2 separate regions of the Sus scrofa genome follow, and region 1 is linked to region 2. A link is a contact called in public Hi-C data. All regions are on one chromosome and are shown on one strand. The core of a region is the stretch at or near the end of the contact, and the rest is flanking DNA. Distances in the headings are between cores, read along the strand shown.

Region 1 (4,134 bases), core at 497-2,996, 58 kb before region 2:
TAAAACAAACGATGCCAGTCCAGGCCTTTTTAGCTACACTGTTAGCACTATGGTCTAAGGCAGGTCACAGCAGCTAAGCCTCAACTTTCTCCCCTATAAAATGAGGGTCAAATATAGTAGCCACCATCTAGGGTTGTGATAAGGAGAAAAAGGTGACAATGCATGCAAAGTGTTAAGCAGGTAGTGAAAGCTCAGTAACTGTTACCATATTCACTAGCAATAAGGTCTTGTACAGGGCTTAGTATGTACAAACACTATTCTAGAACTTTACATATACTTACATTTTCAATCTTCACAGCTGGACAGAGATACTAAAAGTGAGAAACTGAAGCAGATAGGTTCAGAACGCTCTTCAGGTTACTCAGGTGCTAAGATTTGAATTCAATCAGTTTGGCTCTAGAGTCCTTACCCTCAACCACTAAGCTACATTCAGCCTGCTGAATTCACAAACCTTAGGAAACGAAGAAAGAGAGCGGACAACACAGGTGAAGGCCAACGGTTTTAGAGCTAATCCAGCCCTCTCCTACACCCGTAATTTAAGAAACACTGAGAGGGCTCGATGAAGCTCGAAGCGTGTGCTCATTGGGTTTTACATTTGGTGTCACCTTCTAAAAGTTATTACTATCAATTTTAGGCAGAGCAAGTAAGACTAATAGAGGCAGGGGCAGAAGGAAAGCTGATACGTGTCCTCAGCAGACACAGGAGAAGCACCATATGGCTGATTCAGCTGGGTAGTTTTAAAAGAGAAAAAAACATTTTTTTCACCAGTACAGAGACCTGGCTTCGCCCGCTTGAGGACGGGGCCTCAGAACAAGAAAAGAGAGGTGGTACGAGGATGTGGGAGCTGGAGAGCAGCGGCGGGCACCTCACTCCTGACCACCTGGAGACCGTGACCTCGCCCACACCCCCTCCGCCCCGCCACTTAGGTCACCTGTAGGGGTTGGAGTCCACCACCTCCGGGCTCATCTTCTCGATGCGGGTCCGACCGCCTTTTCCGTCGCGGTCCCCCACGACCTGGCGACTTCTCTCCTGGGCCAGTTCCCGTTCCAGTTCCTGGATCCGCTGCTGCAGCCGCTCCACAGACTCGGCCATGGCTGGGACCCCGGCCGCCAGCCCTCCCAGCCCCGGCCGTCGCCGTCGCCGCCGCCCCACACTGTTGGCTGCTGGGCGGGCAAGAGGTATGTGCGGAGGTACCTTGCGGCGGCCTTGCTAGCCCACAACCCCGGAAAAGGGCTCCCTTCACCTCTCTAACTTACACGTCTCCACCGGCCCCGCTGGCCTCGCACGGGGTCCGCTTCCTGTGTGTTGCAGTCATCGTTCCCCCTCAAAAAATAAAAATAAATAAAAACGCAGTCACTTTCAGCTTCCTTCTTCGCCCGGGCCTAAAAGACCGACCTGCAGCAGGGCCTGGGTCATAAACATCCAGAGCCAGTATCCTGCGACGTTGCGTTTCCAACCGGGCAGCTAGGAGAAACCTCAGAATCTTTTATTCCCGAGCTCGACGTCCTGACGGACCTTTTTCTGCGCCGAACCTTTTAGGTTTTCCGCTTGCTGGTGCTTTAAATTCGGAGGTGGACGCGGCCTCGGAGTTCTTATTTGGCCGGAGTGACTAATGTGGTTTTGCTTTATTTAGAATTGAGGCCTCTAATTCTGAGGCTAGGTGAAAAATTTTAATCTGAACACACACCAAGGCCCTCCTGGCGCTTCGCGACTAGAACCCTTAACCTAGCCAGTCCGCCTAGCCTCGGCTCCGGGAGGGAAATTGTGATTGGCTGGAACCGCAGGCCCCCCTCCTCCCGGGCGTCCCGAGCTGTGGAGTGTCCCCGAGCCCCGAAGAGTTGCGGTTTCTGTGAGTCTGTGGTCATTGGATGCAGCAGCGATCATGAAGGCCGATGCCTCCCACGGTCCCGAGATGGGGGAAGTGCTGCCCCAGCACAAGTTGGACTGCAGGTCCCTGGAAGCCTACCTATACCAGCACTTGCCTGACTTTGGGGCTGAGCCTGAGGCCAAGCTGACTGTTGCCCAGTACAGGTATCGACGCCAGCCATTTCCAGCAGAAAAAAATCTGTGCCTTATACTTTTTTCCCTTTGGCTTTGGGTAGGTTCTCAGTTTACCCCATCTTGTTTATTTTTCCTCAGTGACGCAGTTTGCAGGCGGGAGCTGCCCTCACCAGTCTCCTGCATTACATTCTGGGTATTTCTAATTCAAGAGCAATAATAGAAGCACAGTAACATTCACGATTCCAATTATGAGAAGGAATCTTTGTTAACAATTACGTACTTAGAGGATTCAGTGAGGCACTTTAAGGTTGGAGGTTCTGCAGGATTTAGAGAGGCTTTCCCTCAACTTTTGTTCTATAACTTTTTTTTTTTTTGAGAAGCAGATGTCATTCCGTTCACTTTGGCCATATTCTTGCAGAGTGAGTTAATGATATCGGTTGGGACATCCGAATTCTAATCCAGATCTTCCATTTAGCAAATCGCAGCACCATTTTGGGCTTTAATTCTTTCTGAAGTAGGGGAATGGAACTGGACGACCATCCTGAGAGTACTGTTCTCCACTTTGAACTTGCTTCTAGTCTGATGTATAGTAGAAAATAATTTTAAAAGACTTAATTCTAAAAATAGTATTTTGATAAACGCAGAGCTATAGAAGCAGTCCTCTCTTGCCAAAAATTAGATGTGCCACTTACAGACTGGGAAATTTAAATGCTGTGTTACATGAACTCTCTGAGAACTTGTTTCATAATCTGTAACAAATACTTGCCTGTTCTGAGTAATCCTGATAATGAAATGATGTGAAAAGATTTAACATTGTAAGAGCACCATATACCAGTGGCATTTATCACTGGCATTTATATTCCTTGACTACTGGTTTCAGGTAAATTAAAAATAGTGGGAAGGAAAATGGATAAGAGAAAGTTTGGAGTATAGAATTAAAAGGCACCATGTCACAATAGATATTGTAGGACGAAAGAGAAATTGGAATAAAAAATGGCTTAAGTTTCTAGCCTAGAAGGCTTGTGTTGTAAACTAACAGATCAAAGTTCAAATTTGCTCTGAGAATCTGGACAAGTTATTTAACTTCTTTGGCAAAATGGAGATAGTAATCATTAGAGTTGTTGGAGGATTATCTTACTGAGAGTTACTTAATTCTGAATTAAATTTAATGTTTTTTTATAATGATTTTTATTTTTTCCATTATAGCTGTTTTACAGTGTTGTGTCAATTTTCTACTGTACAGCAAGGTGACCCAGTCACACATACATGTATACATTCTTTTTTCTCACATTATGCTCCATCATAAATAGCTAGATATAGTTCCCAGTGCTATACTGAATGTTAAAGCAGAATTGAGCTTGATAAATGAAATTAGTTGCAGCTTAAATAGTATATATGCATTGAACTATCCCCACAGAAAATACACATTTATTTCCAAGGCATATGAAAAAGTTTTTGAAAACTGAAGACATGTTAGGCCACAAAGGAAGTTTCAAAAATTCTAAAGTGTCATTCTGAAAAAATTTCAGAATATAAATGCCAAAGTTCAGAAATCAATAGAAGACAGCTAATAAATATATGTGTAGAAATTAATTGATAACGATAAAAGACCCAATAATCCACAGAAAATAATGGAGTTTATCAAAGTTCAGTATACCAAAATAAATTGCATTTCTGAACTTTAGCAATAAAAATATAAAGATATAAATTTCAGAAAGATAATAAGAGCATCAGAATTACAAATTTCCCCAAATATTATTCTAATAAAGTATGTGCAAGACCTCTGTAGAGGAAACTATAAAACTGTATTAGGACTTTAAAAAGAACTAAATAAATTGAGCGATGCCATGTTCATGAATAGTAGAATTCAGAATTGTATATTTCCCTTTTCCTCGCCAATCTATAGATTCAGTGCAATGTCTTAATTTTTTCCCCTAATTCAAAAAATTGCTTCTAACTTTTACATATAGGAGCAAAGGGCTAAGAATAAGCAAAAACTCACCTGAAGATGAACAAAGTGGGAAATTTCAGTTAAGATGGCGTATTAGCAAAGAGACAAACAGGTAAATAAAAAAGAGGAGAGTGTTCACAAAAAAGCCCACATAATTATAGAACTTTGATATGTAACAGTGC
Region 2 (3,737 bases), core at 44-2,543:
AAGACTTTCCTGATCTGATAGGTATATATATACATAGCTTTCAGAGAATTGAACCCATCCTATGGAAGACATGTTTCCCAGGCTATCATTTCCCTCTTTGCTCTAAGTTCCCTAAGATTATGGCCTGTTGGATTTATATTTGTAATTAATACCTGAGAGAGTGTCTGGCACATTCTAGGTGCCCAGCTAATATTTGTTAAAGTACAGGTTTTACCGTAGGTGTTATGCTATTACTCTAGAATGGAAAGATGATACTCCAGGAATCTCCTGTCTCATCATTAAGTTATTTTACTATATTGGCTATTAACACTCGGTAATATTAAGATAAGCTTTCACAGAATTCACAAATTTTAAAATATATGAAACAATAACTTTGAATATTTTTATTATAGTGCTGAGTTTTACTTTGCTTTTTCCTTAGCCGTTCTGTCTCCATCAGGTTATTTTTGTCCTTGGAAGTATTTCATATATTCTTATAGATTCATTTAATGAAAAATAGTGTGCCAGTTTGTGCTACATTTACAAAAGAATATTCTTATACTTTCTAACCTTTCATGGCTGAGTAAAGCAAAGTGAAGAAGGCCCCCCTGTGGAAAAAACCACATAGAACTGCTTTCATTATGTAAAAACCAGGTGCTCACAATTTAAAATGGCTATTTTATCCTTGAAGTTATTTGAAAAGTTCTGATCTGGAAGACTAGTCTTCATTTTCTTATATGTTAATTATTAACACAACACGAACTTTGTTCTTTCTTTCTCTTTCATCACAGAAATCTTGAACCTGGTGATAATATAATATGGCCAAACCGTATAAGGTATTAATGAAAGATACTTTTAAATAAGAATTAATTGTACAAAAAAATACAGGTAAATAAGAGTAGGAGTGGAAATTATTTGCAGAAGTTATCCTTCTGGCAAATACATAGAAACACACTTAAATGCCTTTATAATTATTATAAGAACAAAAAAATTAGTGTTTATAAAACAAAGCAGGAAAAACTGGTATAGCAGAACCTATTATTAACAAAGTTTTTTAGGCAAGTAATGGTATTAAAATAATATTTCTTCTTGCTATATTCATATTTTTATTTTGAGGTTAAAGTGTATAACTTTTTCAAATAGCTCTTGTTTGCATATGTAAACATGCATCAAGACTCCCTCTACATAGGTAAATAGGTAAAGTCCTTGGGCTCAAAAAATAAATCATATTCAAGTCTGAGTGAAAAAAGAAAGGAAAAAAACCAACCTGTTTCAGTCCGCAGAGAGGAGCAGTCTTGAGTGCAGAGTAAAATCAAATGAACTCTCCAACTCAGGCTACTTTTGTTTTCGTTTTACACCCCGCCCTTGTCTTACATCCAGGAGGGCTTTCCGGAAATTTAACCTTGTGAGCACTTATCTTTTATTTTATGTATAACCATCCTGTGAAGTCAAATCCAAATTCTTAAGTATCCTAGGTTCCAAACTTGAAAAAATTCAATCTTGTTTCAAAAACTACAGACGTTTCAAAGTTCCACTTAGCCCAAGGGAACAAGAACATGCCGGCAGCTGAGGCATGATTGCCAAACCAAAGCAGCTAACAAGTACTTGTAGATAGCATCTAGACAAATATTCTCTAAAATTATTTTGTCTGAGAAAGAACAAAATGATTCTGACCCAGAAAGCCATCGTTTTGAGGACTAAATGAAATTCCAAGTAATCACTAGGCATGTATAGTAAAATTTAAATGTTTATACCACATCAATTATTTTGTATTTTACTTAAACTATGAGACCCCTGTGACTTCACTATTCACCTTCTCTGTCCTTGACCTCCAGACATGCTTTCCTCATGACTTTAAGTTATTTTTCTGACTTGTAATCTTCAATGACTAGTTACAAACTTTCAAAATCCTTCTGTCTAGGGAGGCTCTCTCCCTGTCTCCCTACTTCCAAACAAATGAAAATTAGAGAAAGAAGAGAATATATGCAGATTTAATCCTTGTGGTCCATTTGACCTTGACTCTTCACATTTGCATGACAGTTCCCTTAGTTATTAGTTATCTTCTCTAGCTAAGCTAGGCTTAGTCTCCACCTTCAGAAATTATTTCAGACCTATTCCTTTTGTTTTCCTCCAAGCAACTGATAAAACTTTCCTATTGACTCACAGAAAAGAGGCTCTAGATCATTGGGGCTTCATCTTCCCAAGGTATGTGTGTGAGGGTACAGCCAGCTTCTCCTTGAAATCCACCAGTCTTTGAGAGTTATTTGCATGCAGCAAAACCAGCTCACCTAAAACAAAATAAAACAAAAACAAAGGCCTGGGTTTGCAGTATTTGCCATTTTCCATGGTTTGAATACTCCCACCATGGCCAATTTCTGCTACCGGTGTGAAGTCACTGAGGGCAAAGTTGCTAAGAGATAAGCGTATCAGCCTTCCCCAGCAGGCGCTAAACACACCTCTTTCAAAAGAGGGATCTCTTCTTCTTACCATAGCTGATCATTACTCTGATCTCTTGGTGCCTTCTGAAAGATACAGGTCTTAATGTTATCCCTGCCTTCTCTAGACTCTCTGGTCTTTCACCTTCTCTTCCCTCTTATTTTTCTTTATTTTATATATGTTGGAGCAAGAGGAAGTAAACAAACAACCCTCCACTAATTCTTAGAGTAGTCTTCAAGATCCCATAAGGTCTGCCTCCTTGCCTCATTACCCCTCTAACTTGTATCTGACTACTCACCCCTTTGCTTGCTTGTTCTGGGACGCCACCTCCTTGCTGTTTGGAAATGTACCAGGCACATTCCTTTTTTAGGGCTTTTGTACTGGCTCTTCTATTTGCCTGGTATGTGCTTCCTCTTAATATTTGCAAGGCTCACTCCCTCATGTCTTTCAAGTGGTTTGTCCCATCACCACCTCCTCACTGAGACAACTCCTGACTATTCTATTTAAAATATCCCTTCACAAACAAAACAAATGAACAAACATAACAAAACAGAAACAGTTAGATACAGAGAACAGATGGTTGCCAGATGGGAGGAGGGTGGGAAGAGGAAAGAAATAGGTGAGGGAGATTAAGAGATTACAGATTCTTAAAAGGGTATTACAAACTTCCAGTTGCAAAATAAATGAGTCACAGGGATAAAATGTACAGTGTGCAGAATATAGTCAATAACTAAGTAATATCTTTGTATGGTGACATATCATAACTAGATTTATCACCGTGGTCAGTTTAAAATGTATGGAAATATCAAATTCCTATGTTGTGTAATGGGAACTAGTATAGTGTTGTAGGTGACTTGTACTTCAAAAACAAATTTATAAAAAAAGAGATCAGATATGTGTTGACTACCGGAGGCAGAGAGGAGAGGGGTGGGAATTGGATGAAGGTGGTCAAAAAGGTACAAACTTCCAGTTATACGATAAATAAGTAGTAGAGACATAATGTACAACATAATAAATAGAATTAACACTGCTATATGTTATATGAGAAAGTTGTTAAGAGGGTAAACTAAGAGTTATTGTCACAAGAAAAAAATTTTTTTTCTATTTAATTTTGTATCTGTATGTGATGATGGATGTTCACTTAAGTTATTGTGATAATCATTTCATGGTGTATGGAAGTCAAATCATTATGCCCCGCACATATATGTCAATTATATCTCAATAAAATGGAGGAAGAAATTAATTAAATACCTCTCACCGGCCTATACTTCCAATCAACCTTACCTATCTATAGCAGTTTTCCTGTGCTGATGACGATATCA

The links. A called contact is a pair of places that touch in the nucleus more often than the background predicts.
Region 1: a contact with region 2 is called in a Hi-C map of liver, with 4 times the contacts expected there. The contact joins the promoter of UBA5 here to the promoter of ACKR4 in region 2. A contact is called at or near these places in 1 of 5 promoter capture datasets (liver), 5 of 47 Hi-C or Micro-C datasets (adipocytes, epiblast stem cells and liver) and 1 of 2 datasets of contacts at active chromatin or transcription factors (alveolar macrophages).

The regions. Positions count from the first base shown.
Region 1 is chr13:73,829,097-73,833,230 of Sscrofa11.1, reverse strand. It overlaps UBA5 (ubiquitin-like modifier-activating enzyme 5), which reads right to left and starts at 1,746. Exons shown (of 12, transcript XM_003132421.6): 1 at 932-1,746. The coding sequence starts at 1,092. ACAD11 (acyl-CoA dehydrogenase family member 11) reads left to right here and starts at 1,735. Exons shown (of 21, transcript XM_001924765.5): 1 at 1,735-2,031. The coding sequence starts at 1,883. LOC110256298 (a long non-coding RNA gene) reads right to left here and starts at 4,077. Exons shown (of 2, transcript XR_002337685.1): 1 at 4,004-4,077; 2 at 2,022-2,580.
Region 2 is chr13:73,771,418-73,775,154 of Sscrofa11.1, reverse strand. ACKR4 (atypical chemokine receptor 4) reads right to left here and starts at 1,293. Exons shown (of 2, transcript NM_001097430.1): 1 at 1,247-1,293. All of the region lies in intron 14 of ACAD11 (acyl-CoA dehydrogenase family member 11), which reads left to right.